Linked DNA regions of Zea mays: all the other regions are linked to region 4. The links are chromatin contacts, called in public Hi-C maps. All regions are on one chromosome and are shown on one strand. The core of a region is the stretch at or near the end of the contact, and the rest is flanking DNA. Distances in the headings are between cores, read along the strand shown. Region 1 holds the start of LOC100275405. Region 2 holds the start of LOC606484 (deoxy xylulose synthase 1). Region 3 holds the start of LOC100285320 (multicystatin). Region 4 holds the start of LOC103630349 (pentatricopeptide repeat-containing protein At2g30780).

Region 1 (3,489 bases), core at 739-3,238, 190 kb before region 4:
GGTGACTACACCAGAATGGACACGTATTACGTCATGCCCAATGGGAAGCGTGCGAGGTGTGCTGGTGACGTGGACAAGTTTCTGGAGGCAAATCCAGCGTACAAAAGCCGCATATCTGCTTCGGATTTCGACTTTGCACCGCCCGAGGTTGTTGAGGAGACTGTTGTTTCTCACAATTTTCTGCCTCTGCAAGGTTGCCAAGGCCAAGAAACAGGAGAAGGCAGAGAGGCACACAAAATAGGTGAAAGCAGAGAGGCATCGATGCTCTGAACTGTGCCTGTGCCCTGTGCTATGTAGGTGATAGTCCGCTCAAGATCACGTCACGTCTCGTTCCTATCTAGTACGGTTGTCTATCTCGGCTGAAGTTAATGTAGTAGGTCTTCTTGCGTGTTAATTCCTGGGGAATATATGAGATGTTTAATAATTAGTTGCTTAGGCCTTAAAACTGTGCTTCCTTAACTTTTGTTCTTCAGTCATCTCGTATATGCACGTTGTTCCCGTTAGCTAGCAGCCTAGTCGGTGACTGTGCATCTCGTTATCATAGCTAGATGTCTGTGCGCATAAAGCTTGAGCAAAATCTAACATTTCATACAGTGTAGCACAAGACAAGAAACAAATGTGTAGGACCAACAATGTATGTAGACTAGCAGCGTTGACCTGATGCTGGCATGCCAGAGAGTTCTTTCGATGATGTTGATGGTGCACTGGTCTCGCCTTCAGGCCTTCAGTTTCGTTGTCCGTCCTGAAGTTTGCCTTCAATAATCTCTTGCTCCTGGCTGATGTTTTCATTGTGACCCTACATCTTGTATGTCAATGGAAGCACGATTCTTCCGTCGGGAAAAAAAATTCTCTACGTCCTCGTGCAAACACATTCTTTTGTAGTCTCTCACATCCACCGCCTGAAAATCCACAAAACAGATTAAAATTTACAACTTAACTCATTATTAATTTGTTTTTCTTTTATTTATATGAGCCTGCAGGTAGTGGGTGTGAGAGACTGAAAATGAGTGTGTTTTGCATTCGGGATGCAAATAATTTTTTTCCTCGTTTATGCTGTCACCTACATACTGTTGAGTAATTAGACATTTTTATATTAAATTCCGAATATAAATTATGACCAACAATAAATAGTCTAGGTGTCTATTCCACAACAAGGAACTAACATGTTACATAACGGCATAATTATATAAATACAACACACATCTACCATAATAGATAAACTGAAGTATAATATCAAAGTAGATGAACTTTGAAAAAACCGGTGGTTAACCAAAACCACGTCTCGGTGGTTTCGGTAAACCGAACGATTTATCGCCAAAACCGACTGGTTTTGTAAACCTTGCTTGCAACACATAGGAGCAGTGCATGATGCATGTCTGACATAAGTGGGTGTTTAAGATTGCTCCATATTAGAACTCTAATTTGACGCTACAATTTACAATATAAATTTAAATAGTTTTTAAAAATATTTTTAATCTAAACCATAGACAAAATAATTTCTTCACTAATTTTTACAATTTTAGTTCTAAAATTTTCTGAAGCATCTAATTATCCTTCACCATAAATTGTTTTTAGAGTTAGAGCAGTTTTAAATAGGATCTAAATTAGGTGGGTTATAGGAATAGTTTTGCCGTTTGCATATCTATATTTTTTTCCTACAGGCTAGTAGATATATTTTAAAACTTTATTGTTTGAAACCTTATATTTTGAATTCAGAAACTTTATACAAGCATCTTAAAACCTTTCTACTTGAATATTTAGAACTTATGTCGCGTAGAGCACACGCGGGAGGAAAGCGAGAAGCCCCAGAACGGCTGGCCATCGGTTTATCGCATCAGTCTACTACGGCTCTTCGGAGTACAAATTATTGCAATATTGTTTTTCCCCGCGCAGAAGGTTCCGGAAGCAAGGGACGTTTCTGGATACAGGGCGTTCCGTTCTCTCCAGCTGCGTATAAATTCTGCCCCACCGTGTCATCTCCCGCACCGTCTATTCTTGGGCTGTCGGCCTCACGTTTTCCACTGCTTCCAGAGGCTTCCTCTCGAGTCCGCAGTCTCTCTTCCCTACGAAGTTCAGAAGTTGTCACAATGACTCATATCCTTGGCCACACATTGTTTTTTTTTCTGTTCCTGTTGTTCTATCGATTCTTGTAAGGGCGGGTTTTGCAGTTCGTTGCTCTTTTATGTCATGGTGGACTCGTTGTTTTTTATGTTTTCTGTTGGAACGGCGTGTTTCGGATGATGGTTCCGTTTCGTCCTTGACCTGGGCTGGGCTGCACGCGGCGACCAGAGGGAACGCGACCGGCAGAGGGCGCAGGCGCGGCGGCCCGCGGCCAAGGGGCGCGACGACGGGCTCACCCCGGAGCAGCGGCGGGAGCGGGACGCCAAGGCGCTGCAGGAGAAGGCTGCCAGGAAGGCGGCGCAGGCCGCGGGAGGCGCCTGCGCCAAGGGCGGCAAGAACACCGGCAAGAAGTAGCCGGGGTCTTTACTCTTTAGTTCGCAGGATCTGCTCGTGTTGGAAGATCTGTATTTGCCTAGATCTGGAATGCAATGCGATTTCGTGGGCGTTGTCTCGAGCAGTGCTGAAACAACGGTTCACAGTAAAATTTGTAGCAAAGATTTAAAAAGAACGAGGGCGTTGGCACTTTGCTTTGCAAGTGATCTGCGTAGCGTAACAAGGCCCGTTTGAAGGTAATTTTGTTAACAAAAGGATGGGCTCATTGACCATCAGAAGTTTACGAACATAGATAAAACCGAACACACCTCCAACAGACGCTTAGGAATGTTGTTAAAAAAACCTGGCGAAGTAAACTGACAGTAAAGAAAAAGAACCTGATGAAGTCAGCTTTCATTGATAAAGAACAAAATGCGATTTGGTTGCGCCCGCTTTCGGGTCCATGCTGGAAACATCCAGAACAAGATTAAAAAAACAAAACAAAGGGTTGATAAAAAAACAAAAGCAGAAAACATCACCTTCTAGCCTGTTATGGGTCGGTAGTCAGTGCCTCGGCTTTAGTCATACATCAGCTAGCCAAGTGGCTGTGGGCAGCTTAAAAGAGAGAGTCCTCCTTCTCTCATCAGTCTGGCTTTTGGCTCTCTTGGCTGGGCCAGCCCACGAGCGCATGAACGTCCGAAGCTGTCGAGTGTGAGCTGGGCCGGGGGCTTCCCAAGGGGTGGGATGTCAGGGGTCGGTAGTCAGTGCCTCGGCTTTAGTCCCACATCAGCTAGCCAAGGTGGCCGTGGGCAGCTTAAAAGGGAGAGTCCCCTCCTCTCATCGGCCTGACTTTTGGGATGTGAGTGGTGTGCTCTCTTGGCTGGGCTAGCCCACGAACACATGAACGGCCGAAGCTGTCGAGTGTGAGCTGGACCGGGAGTTGGACGCTGACATGGGCGAAAGAGCAGAGGCGCACCCGCGCTAAGGAGCCGAGGCGAAGAAGGCGATGCAGTTGCTTTTTCATCCACGCCTTGCATTTTCATCCCCCTCCACTTC
Region 2 (3,592 bases), core at 276-2,775, 160 kb after region 4:
ATTCAGACGCTTTCGTGCAGTAGATTCAAGAAGCTCCATAGCTCGCGTCATGTACGTCTGCTGCTGCCCGATGACTGTTGACAGTTTTCCATTTAATTCCAAAGGCAAGGTTATTTATTTATCTTAATGATTTGATAAAAAAATATGTGCAACTATAGGAATTACTACTAATCAAGATTCCAGAAAATCTACGCGCTTCCGTGAGAACGAGGACAGTCTGGAAATTTGACGTGTTAGGGCTTGTTCGGTTAGCTCTCAATCCATGTGGATTGAGCGGGATTGGATGGGTTTGAATCCCAAACAGCTCAAACTTCTTCATAATTTTTTCCAATCTCATCCAATCCATGTGTATTGGGAATAACCGAACAAGCCCTTACGTGGCGCTTGCCTAACCGGCCGGGCTGTCAAGAGGGTGATGTAGCGTCCCATCCAAGGTTTGTGCGGACGTACCTTGGCCACCTCCCTGAGCTCCCTGAGCGGCCTGCTTGACTGCAGCTTGCTGAGGGCGCTGCTGAGCGCGCCCACGGGCGGCACCGGCCCGTCGAGCGTCGCCGTGGGCAAGGACACCTGCTTGTTGTCGTTGAGGATGACGATCATGTCGGAGTCCAGGTACCCGGCGTTGTTCATGGCCTCGTACGCCTGCCCGGCCGTCATGGCGCCGTCGCCGATCACCGCGACCACGTTGTTCTTGCCGCCCTTGAGGTCCCGGCCCACCGCCATCCCGAGCGCCGCGGAGATGGTGGTGGAGCTGTGGCCCGTGCCGAAGCTGTCGTACTCGCTCTCGGCGCGCTTGGTGAAGCCCGCCAGGCCGTTGGTCTGCCGCATCGTCGGCATCTTGTCGCGCCGCCCCGTCAGGATCTTGTGCGGGTACGACTGCATGCGCGCGAATCAGACAAACAAAACCCGGGTCCGGGGTGGTTAATTAGCTAGCCTGTCCGCGACCTGCCCGGCACGCTCACATGGAGCGCACGTTACCCAGAGCCATGCCGCGCGCGCGGCCCATGCCGCATCAGCGTACCTGGTGGCCGACGTCCCAGAGGATGCGGTCCTGCGGCGCGTTGAAGACGTAGTGCAGCGCGACGGTGAGCTCCACCACGCCGAGGCTGGACCCGAGGTGGCCGCCGGTCTTGGAGACGTGGAAGATGACGTCGGACCGGAGCTCGTCGGCCAGCTGCCGCAGCTCCTTCACAGACAGGTTCTTCATGTGGACGGGGTAGTTGATGGTGTCCAGCAGCGGCGTGGGCGGCCTCTGCGAGTAGTACTCCGCCTCGCGCTCCGACGACAGCGACGCCGACACGCATGCCGGCCTCCGCCGAGGCTGCACGCAGCATTGGCCATCAAACTAACCGGAACGGAACTGAGAAAATTTAGCTTGCGTACAACTGGCAGAGGAAGCTTACCTTGAGATTGATAGGCCTGGCCTGGAGCAGCTTGTTGACATGGAGCTCGACCGCCGAAGCGAAATGGGAGTCCTGAGCCGGCACACCGAGGAATCCCCTTGGGACAGAGAACGTCGACAGAGCCATTGCTTCCTCTCCTCTTCCTGCTCAACTCAAGAATGCAACAGCCTCTGCCAGTGGTGGCACTCCAACGGTTCGATCGATTTCCTCAAGAACCGACCAAAATGGTAGTGGCGAGCTTGAGCTGCGAGCTAATGGTGGCGCTGACAGTGCACAGAAGGGTGCATGAATGGCGGGCGGATTTGGGAAGTGGCCGGGGAGAGAGTGTGCGAAGGCGCCGGGGATGCGCCTATAGCAGTAGTGCGGCGGGTCCGGGGACGAGGGGATGCGGGATGCCGAGGGGAGTGTGGATGACCACGTAGGTGGGGAAGGCCATGGCCGCGCGTGTGGCTGGAATTCATTCGCCTGTGCCCAAGGACCAAGGTGCCCCTGCCCTGCCCCCCCCCCCCCCCCCCCCCCCCCCCCCCCCCCCCCTCGTCCTCCCGGGTCGAGCAACCGGCGGGAGCGAGTGAGAGCAATGGGTGTCCTACCAATGTCGCACCCCATTGGGCCAGCTCGACCAAGTATCCCGAGAGGATAATATGGGATAAGATACAAATCAAACAAATATCAATTGTGGAGAAGTGAGGTAGGAGCTGCACAAAAGTGCATAGAGAAAGGACTTTTGTCCCCGTACCTACATCTACGGCTCCCATAATTATATACCCTTTTAGACCATGTTCGGTTGCTGGTGGATAGAAGTAAATCTCTCTCTATTCAATTTTTGACTAGCAAGAGATTTAATCATCTCTAATCTCTTTTAATCTATCACTAATCGAACAAGCCCTGAGGATTTACCCAAGCCTGATTGCCCAAAAGAATACCTTTGTAAATTTGCACATCGCCACATTGAGTAATTTGTAATAACAACTCCACATGCACTTAGGACATGTTTGGTTGCTGCCCTAGAAGGAAAATAGCTGCTAGGCAACAAGTTCTAACCACAAAACACTTAAAATTAGTAGCTTGGATTGCTACATGCTGGTCAAGCAAACATAGGAGCTTGCTGCCTCTGATGCCGCTTGACATGTCTGATTCAACTTCTATAATATAATTTATTAAAATGATCAACAAACACTCTAGTTTATAAGTAATCTTGTTTAAGCTTATTTCAATTTTTGCTCCCATACATGTTTGATCCCCCTTCACTCGACCCAAATACAACAAAAAGACCCAATTTCCTTATGCAACATCACACACTATCACAACTCAAGCACTATTTATGGTAAGGACAAGTGAAATGTCATGCAACTATATATATCATCTTTGTATTTACTACATTCTTGATGCTAATCTCCTTTTTTCTTGATAATCTTCACTTTGCCACCGCTGACATCCACCTTTAGTTCCGTCAATATGCAAGCCACTTCTGTTACAAGTTATTTTTTAGATAAAGATGTTACACTTTTTTACCCTCTTCTCTCTTTTATGTTTGATTTAAAGACATGAAGGTGCATTTAATTTTAAATTTCATTATTAAGTTAACTCCTACTGCAACATCATGTTCTTCTAGAACTCGGGCACCTACAAATGATGATGCCAAGTGTCCATACCTCCATCTTTTCAACAGGGTGCATATCTTGCTCCATGGTTCTGTGAAAGGGCCTCTAGCAACTAGTTAGGTGGTCTGAGTAGCACTCGTCAGGTCATAAGTTTGACTCCCTACGGGAGAGAATTCCATGTTGGTGTCGTTCTCACATGGGCTACAGTGCCACTGTGTATGGGTATGACAGGGGTTTGGGATTTTCTCGACTTGTGTGGGAAGATCTTCTTCTTAATCCTATACCCAAGGATTGTCTTACCCCCACCGATCAAGGTTTTTTTGCTCTATGAGTCTATTCTTCTATGGCTCTATGGGTAGATAGAGTTGAGGTGGGGGTAATGTAGCATGGGCTGGTACCAAGAATCCCAAATAAAAATTAGAAGAATGTAAGGAAATGTTTTGTGACAACTTAGGTTGAAGAGAGTTAGTTTCACCTTTCTCTATCATGTCCTTTGGTGATTCAATGTTAGAATTTGCTTCATGTGACCATTGAAAATCATTTGTTGTTTTGATGAGTTTCAAAAATAAGTTAGTAGTCTCTTTATTTACA
Region 3 (3,417 bases), core at 510-3,009, 250 kb after region 4:
ATCTAGTCGTAATGTGGGAACTGTGTCGTGGAACTGACTCACTAGCTCACCGCAGTAGTATGTGGGATGGGTCCAACTGCAGCTTGACGTGGTATATATAAATGTGAAGAATTCAGCTGCCCCTGCTCCTGTCTAAATTTTATGTTGTTTTTAATTTTGTTCTAAGTTAATATTCTTTGACTTTTACTACGTTTTCTAAAAAAACAGTAACGCCTATAATACTAATGCACTATTGATACTTAAATGGTGGGTTTAATGGAATTAATTTGGATATGTAGCGTTGGTGTAATTTTTCATAAGCTTGTTAAAGTTAGAGAAATTTTAATTTAGGATAAAGCTAAAGTGACTTGTAATTCAAGTTTACTCTTAGATGGTATCGATTCTTTAGCAATTAGCCACATACTGTAAGATAATTTGTGTTCAGAGTAGCTCTAAGATGATATTGATTCTTTAGCAATTAACTACATACTGTAAGAGAAATTATAGGTTAAAATCCATGCTGTGTGACTTTTTCTATGAGCAAACATACCTACAATTTTTGTGTGAAGGGGTATTTTGCATTCATTTTTTCTCTCTTGGAACTAATACTCTTCAGTTTATATGATGAGCTCTGAACAAGCATTATGAGACATAGGATCTACTTATTTTTGATTTGTCGTAGGAATGGTGTGAGCAGTTTCATCAACATTACAACAATGCCTTCGTATGTGTATTCTGAATTTTATGCATAGGAGCCTCTGCCTACGGCGGCGTAAATGTGTCAAAAAAAAATATAGAGAAAATCCCTTCAATAATATCCAAATTTATATCAATCCCCTCAATGCCATCAGAATTTATAACTTTCCTTCAAATCAAATTTAAATTTTAATCCTTGAATGACATTATCGTTAGTTTGGAGTTAACGCCGTTAGTTCAATTTAAAATCAATCCCTCTAACGCCATTAAAATCTATATCGACCCCTTTAATGTCACTAGAAATTGGTTCGATATATTTAAGGTTTAAAAATTTCAAAATAAAAAATATGGATCACATTTTTAAAATTACACGATTTTTAAAAACTCAAGTACATACTTTTTAAACCCCAAAATTACTTCGCTATACCATTTCGCTTTTTTAAAAAACTTAAGTATGGACTAAAGTTTTTAAAAATAGTGGAATTTTAAAAATCTGATTCATATTTTTTGATTCTGGAATTTTTAAACCCCAAATAAATGGAACCAATTTTTAGTGGCATTGAAGGGATCAATATAGATTTTAGTGTCATTGGAGAGATTGACTTTAAATTGAACTAACGATGTTAGCTTCAAACTAACGGTAATGTTATTTAAGAGATTAAAATTTAAATTTGATGGTATTGAAGGAAAACTATAAATTTTGATGGTATTGAAGTGATTGGTATAAGTTTTGATGGTATTGAAGGAATTTTATAAAAAAATAACTCTGTACTACTAGTAAATTGAAATTGCCTAGCTCACGAGAAGCTTCGGATGTCCTAGAAGGAGGGACCAGGGGTCCCACTGGCCTTGCGGGTCGCCGACTCCAGAAAGAGCGAGCAGACGCGCAACGCAGACACGCTTGCGCCGGACGGCGACAAACGACAAAGCGACCTCCTCCGCGTCGGGCTCCTTGTCATCACCCACCGCCCGATCCCAAAGCGCTGACGGCTCCGATCGGATCACACGTCGCTGTCCCCTCCACGCCAACCTGCCCCACCACCCGGCTCCCTTGGCTTTCCCCAGTCCCCACCCGCCCCACTGTGACACTGACACCGTTCGAAGCAAAAAGAGCGAACACGAGCACGAACACAAGCGCAGAGCAGCCAAGCGCCACACACACGCCGACGCGAACCAACCAACCAGCTGGTAGTAGGTTCGCCGCGCTGACGATGATGCCTCGCCGCGCCCTTCTCTTCGCCGCGGTGCTCCTCGCGGCCTCCGCCGCCGCGGTCTCCGGGTTCCACCTGGGAGGGGACGAGAGCGGTCTCGTGAGGGGTGTGCTCGCCGCGCTCCGCGAGCGAGCCGAGGCCGAGGACGCCGCTCGCTTCGCCGTCGCCCACTACAACAAGAACCAGGTGTGCGCCTCCCTCCTCGTCTCTCCATCCTGCCGATACCAATTCCATCAGCGTGTGGACTCTTGGTATGTACTACCATGAGAGAGTGAATTGCATTGACTTACGAGGTGACGCCACCTAATTAGGTCAATGAAGTTTCACTCCCGAGAGGGGAAAAGAGTTGGGTCCATGGATTCGCTAACGGGCTTCCCAGTTGCATCAACTTGCAGGGGTCCTTAAACTTAGGTCTCAACTCTTTGGGGGAGTGACCTACTAGATTTGCTAGAATCAACGTTTCGGTTAATGGTCGAACTTGTATTTTCTCATATTAGTGGCATGATCTCTCATCTCTCCGTAGATGTATGTACCCCCACGGCCACGCTGAGTTTCTTCCGAGTTTATAATATTTGGAGAATTTTCTTGTACAGGGCGCCGCTTTGGAGTTTACTAGGGTGCTCAAATCCAAGCGGCAGGTGGTGACCGGGACCCTGCATGACCTGATACTGGAGGCAGCTGATGCTGGAAAAAAGAGTGTGTACAGAGCAAAGGTTTGGGTGAAGCCGTGGGAAGATTTCAAGTCTGTCGTTGAGTTTCGCCTTGTTGGAGACTCTGAATCTGAACCCGAGCCTTCTGTTGCTTCTGATGTTAGCTCTGGGCAAGGTATTGTTGGTCTTCAGTGTTTGGATAATATATAATGCTAATTATCCAATATAATCCAACATGATAAATAAACGTGGTGTTGATTTTTTCCAGCAATTGCCAAACTCTCTCTTGAAGCAGATATTGTACAAGAAGAGGCTCGCCTGCACACCATTGAGAATGATGGGCTTTCCGGCGATTTCACATCATCATCTTAGGTATGATTTCATCTCTTTTTATCTTCTTGTGCAACGGGTGCCACTTCTGGTCTCTTGCTATTTGGTTAACCGACCTATGATCACACGAGCCAAGGACAGGCTGCCAGTGATCCCAATGACTGTAACCATGATTTGTTTTTATCTTGCATTGGTATCTTGTATAGTAATGGTTCAGTGCATGATGCAAACTAAACAATGTCTATATAGTTGCTTTTATCTTTGCCATGGCTATTGTGGGAACTGGGAAGTATCTAGTCCTGATGTGGGACCTTATATGTTGGCATCTGGAAGATGGTTTTTACTGGATGGATACTGTTAGTTGAATTCGTTGGGATTGCTATTTGTTTTTTTATGGAAAACCAAGAGTGATACTCTTCATGTAATCATGTGATGCATTCGCACTGGTGCTTTGGGCCCATCAAACCGTGTACTATCAGTAGACAGCTTGCTGTTCGGATTCTTAACAGAACTTTGTATGCAGGCATACGAAGTTTTGTTAAGAAACTAAA
Region 4 (3,488 bases), core at 122-2,621:
ATGATGGACCGCATCACCTTTACTGCGGTAACAATGGTATTGCGTTCCAATGCCTCAGAAATATACAGCTCCATCCCCTCGGTCAACCCCTCCTGAGCATACACCTTAATTAAGAGGACATTTAGCCATGGCCTGTAATCATCAGGACCCAACTTCTTGAGCAAATCCTCAATCTTTTGGATTCTACCTACATGGTAAAACTTGCAGTATGCGCACAGCATTGCACGTATATGCAAAATGTCAACCTTTATGCCAAGCTTGCAAGCACGCTCATAAGCTTGCTCCATTTTACAGATCATCCCGGCATGTGCATATCCTCTTAACATCAACTTATGCGTAGTAGCATCTGGAGCAACATGGAACGACACCATCTCCTGAAACGACGCTTCCATTTTGTCCCACATCCATGCGGTGAGGTAACCAGAGATGATTGCATTGTAAGTACCAATAGTGCGGGGTTGGCCAGAAGCGTCCAGCGACTGGAGCGTGCGCTCCATGTGGTCAACGAGGATGGAGCGACCGAACAGGGCGATGAGGATGTTGTACGAGTCCACGTTAGGCGGACCGCACCTGGGATCGCGCTCCAGCGCGTGGAAGACCTCGATGCAGTTGTCAAGGAGGCCGCTGTGCATGTATGCCGACATAAGAGCGTTGTAAAGCCCTAGGTTAGGGGAATGAATAGCGGTGCCGTCGGCAAAGAGCGCGGCCGCCGCGTCATGGTCTCCGGCGCGGCCCGCGAGCGAGATGGCGAGGGCAAACTCACTGATAGAGGGCACCGGGGAGAGCACACGGCGGAATGAGAATACAGCGAGCCCTAACCGAGGCCTGGACCGGAGCAGCGAGAGGAGCTCAAGTGACGCGAGCGGCGAGACGGCGAGGAGGGTAGGGAAGGAGTGGTCGTGGAGGGCGGACACCGGGTCCGGGTCAGGCCCCGGGAGCGCGGTGAGCGAGGTGGCGAGCAAGGAGACGGCGGCTCGGAGATGGGATGCGGTAAAGGGCGGGAGCGCCGGCGAGGTAGAAGAACAAGAGGCTGAGCACCACGTCCCGGCCGGATCGGGCGGAGGATGAAGAGGCGACGGGGAGTGCGGCGGCCAGGTGGAGGAGATCACGTCGGGTGGGACAGAGACGGAGGTGAAGGGCCTAGCGGTGGTGGCGTCGTAAAGGCAGCGGCGGCTTCGGAGCAGAGGGAGGAGGGAACAGGCGGGGCGGCGGGACATGGGAGGAGGCTGCGGCGGCGTAGGCCGGCGGCGGCGCGAGGGGTTTAGGCTAGGGAGGGATCCGCTCATCCGCGTGGGGAATGGACGGGGGAGGAGCGCAGGAGGCCAACATCGTCCTGGCGTGCTGGATGGGTTTCTTTAAGCGGGCCTATTTTGTGCGAGTCATGATTTCATTGCATAAAACGGTAGTTCGGCCCGTCCAGGTTGGTAGGCCGTGAAGAGACCAAACAAGTGACATGGACTTTAGCCCGTTTTTTGCGATTTAGGTTGGTTGGCCGCGAAGGGACCAAAAAATGGCATGGCTTTGTCCAATTTTTCGCGATTTGATTGATGAGAACAGCTAGCATTGACGATAGAGATGGCAATCGGGACCCAATTTCCCGCGGGGAATCCCTCTATAAGGATCTAGGGTCAATTTCCTGAATGTCATTCGAAAATACTCGTCCTTGTGTGTCACTGGCCCCCACATGTCATACACACACAAAAATGTACCTATATGCCACTCAGTGGCACACAACGAATGAGTATAAAATCTGATGGCATACCAGGAATTTTTCCAAGGATCTATCTCCGTTTCCCGCGGGGACACATTAAACTTACATATAACGATGTTTTCATATAATAGTTAATAATAAAAATAAATAATTGTCTTATCAAGTGATCACCCTTTATACAAATGTATTCATTTTAATGTACACATAATGATTTTTGACATCTAACAATGTGTTTAAGTGACAATATTTTACATTAATAATAAATAAAGTACGAATTAATTATAATTTAAGCGGAAACGGAGATCCCCGATAGGGATTTATCCTTACGAGTAATGGGGATGGGGAAGAAATGTCACTCGCAAACGTTCGTGTGGATCCTCGCGGAAAAAAATCGTCGCGAGAACGAGGATAGGGAGCTAAAACTCGGTGGGGAATTTCTCGTTGCCATAATATAGTTATCCCACTGTGGTTGTGGGAGAACATACAACACACTTCCTAGGTTGACTTTTCAACTCAAAAGGTCTTCTAAGTGTCAAAAGGTCTTTTTTGCATTAAATCATGAACCTTTTTGCACCAGTGCCACTGATCGCAACCTGGCAATGGTCGTCACATCTCCCATGGAATAAAATTTGGTCTTCAAGTTCTAAACAAGGCAGGTTTGCATGTAATAGTTTGCCTCCATGCTGCAAGATACAAAGCCATGAAACGGATTGTGATACAAGGTGCCCTATGCGCCATAGACTAGATGAGGTCGTGGGACAATTATTTCCAAGTGCAAGTATGCTCGTGAGGTGTGGAGAGAGCTTCTAATGGAGGAAAGTAGAATTACTACGTGTTGTCATCCTCAATGGAGGTACTCTGATGTATCTAGAGTTGGAAGAGATAGAAACTATTGCACTCTCTTATCACCTTTTGGTAGATTGAAAGGATTTATAGCTGGCTAAAGAAAAAAGTGATTAGCCTTTGAAGACAATAACGCAACTAGACACAAATATTAGTAAGAGGTGAGATTCCTGATAATTGTACATGCCTAGCCTAGCACTTTATGGAAAACCTTCTTACCAATTGTAGTGAACAAGGTAAAGAGCAAGCAACACTATTGCAAATAAAGCTGCTCGAGACAAATTGGTTAACTAGTCGAGTAAACAAAAGAGACAACTACTTGAATCACTTAACCAGTCGAGCTACAAAAGCACTACACCAGTGAAAACCATATGTTTGGTTTTGGTAATTGACAACACTAAATGGACTTTTGAGAAACCCTGATCCTGAAATAGGGTTGGACATTATATTAATAGACTTGGGATAGTTGGGTCAGACCCATTACAAGGGGCGAGAGGGTAATTACAAAGGGAAAGCCACAAACTCTAACGGGTATTCTAAGACCTCCGCAGTCGCAACTCTATCTTGTATAGATGTTGAGACTGGACCAAAAGTCTAAAAATACACTCGATGGTAACTCCTTGATGAAGATGTCGGCGAACTGCAACGTGGTGGGGACGCTGAGAACCCGAACGTCACCTACAGCAACACGCTTGCGGATGAAGTGTAGATTGACCTTCACATGCTTCGTGCGCTGATGCTGCACGAGATTGGTGGAGAGGTAGACAGCGCTGACGTTGTCACATTAGACGAGGGTGGAGAGGCATAACATAGGTTTTGTTTTTGTCGGTCATTAGGAGTTTAGAGAAGAAATTGACCGAATTAGTAGGCTAGATAGTCATACTATTAAGATGGATCAATGACTTTGATCAGTATAAAACTTAGTGCCTCATAA

The links. A called contact is a pair of places that touch in the nucleus more often than the background predicts.
Region 1: a Hi-C map of root tip shows a contact between it and region 4, with 6 times the contacts expected there. The contact joins the promoter of LOC100275405 here to the promoter of LOC103630349 in region 4. A contact is called at or near these places in 14 of 25 Hi-C or Micro-C datasets (bundle sheath, ear, endosperm and 4 more).
Region 2: a Hi-C map of leaf shows a contact between it and region 4, with 4 times the contacts expected there. The contact joins the promoter of LOC606484 here to the promoter of LOC103630349 in region 4. A contact is called at or near these places in 12 of 25 Hi-C or Micro-C datasets (bundle sheath, ear, leaf and 2 more) and 1 of 3 datasets of contacts at active chromatin or transcription factors (leaf).
Region 3: a Hi-C map of bundle sheath shows a contact between it and region 4, with 2.0 times the contacts expected there. The contact joins the promoter of LOC100285320 here to the promoter of LOC103630349 in region 4. A contact is called at or near these places in 5 of 25 Hi-C or Micro-C datasets (bundle sheath, ear and leaf).

The regions. Positions count from the first base shown.
Region 1 is chr6:157,125,358-157,128,846 of Zm-B73-REFERENCE-NAM-5.0, forward strand. LOC100275405 reads left to right here and starts at 1,989. Exons shown (of 2, transcript NM_001328158.1): 1 at 1,989-2,094; 2 at 2,279-2,605. The coding sequence starts at 2,088. The coding sequence ends at 2,475. It overlaps mbd120 (methyl binding domain protein 120), which reads left to right. Exons shown (of 2, transcript NM_001362800.1): 2 at 1-428. The coding sequence ends at 270.
Region 2 is chr6:157,472,431-157,476,022 of Zm-B73-REFERENCE-NAM-5.0, forward strand. LOC606484 (deoxy xylulose synthase 1) reads right to left here and starts at 1,526. Exons shown (of 8, transcript NM_001164333.1): 1 at 1,401-1,526; 2 at 1,019-1,318; 3 at 451-873. The coding sequence starts at 1,526.
Region 3 is chr6:157,565,402-157,568,818 of Zm-B73-REFERENCE-NAM-5.0, forward strand. LOC100285320 (multicystatin) reads left to right here and starts at 1,760. Exons shown (of 4, transcript NM_001158213.2): 1 at 1,760-2,072; 2 at 2,480-2,711; 3 at 2,805-2,908. The coding sequence starts at 1,887. The coding sequence ends at 2,908. LOC103630351 reads left to right here. Exons shown (of 8, transcript XM_008651414.4): 8 at 1-186.
Region 4 is chr6:157,313,537-157,317,024 of Zm-B73-REFERENCE-NAM-5.0, forward strand. It overlaps LOC103630349 (pentatricopeptide repeat-containing protein At2g30780), which reads right to left and starts at 1,372. Exons shown (of 2, transcript XM_008651407.4): 1 at 1-1,372. The coding sequence starts at 1,286.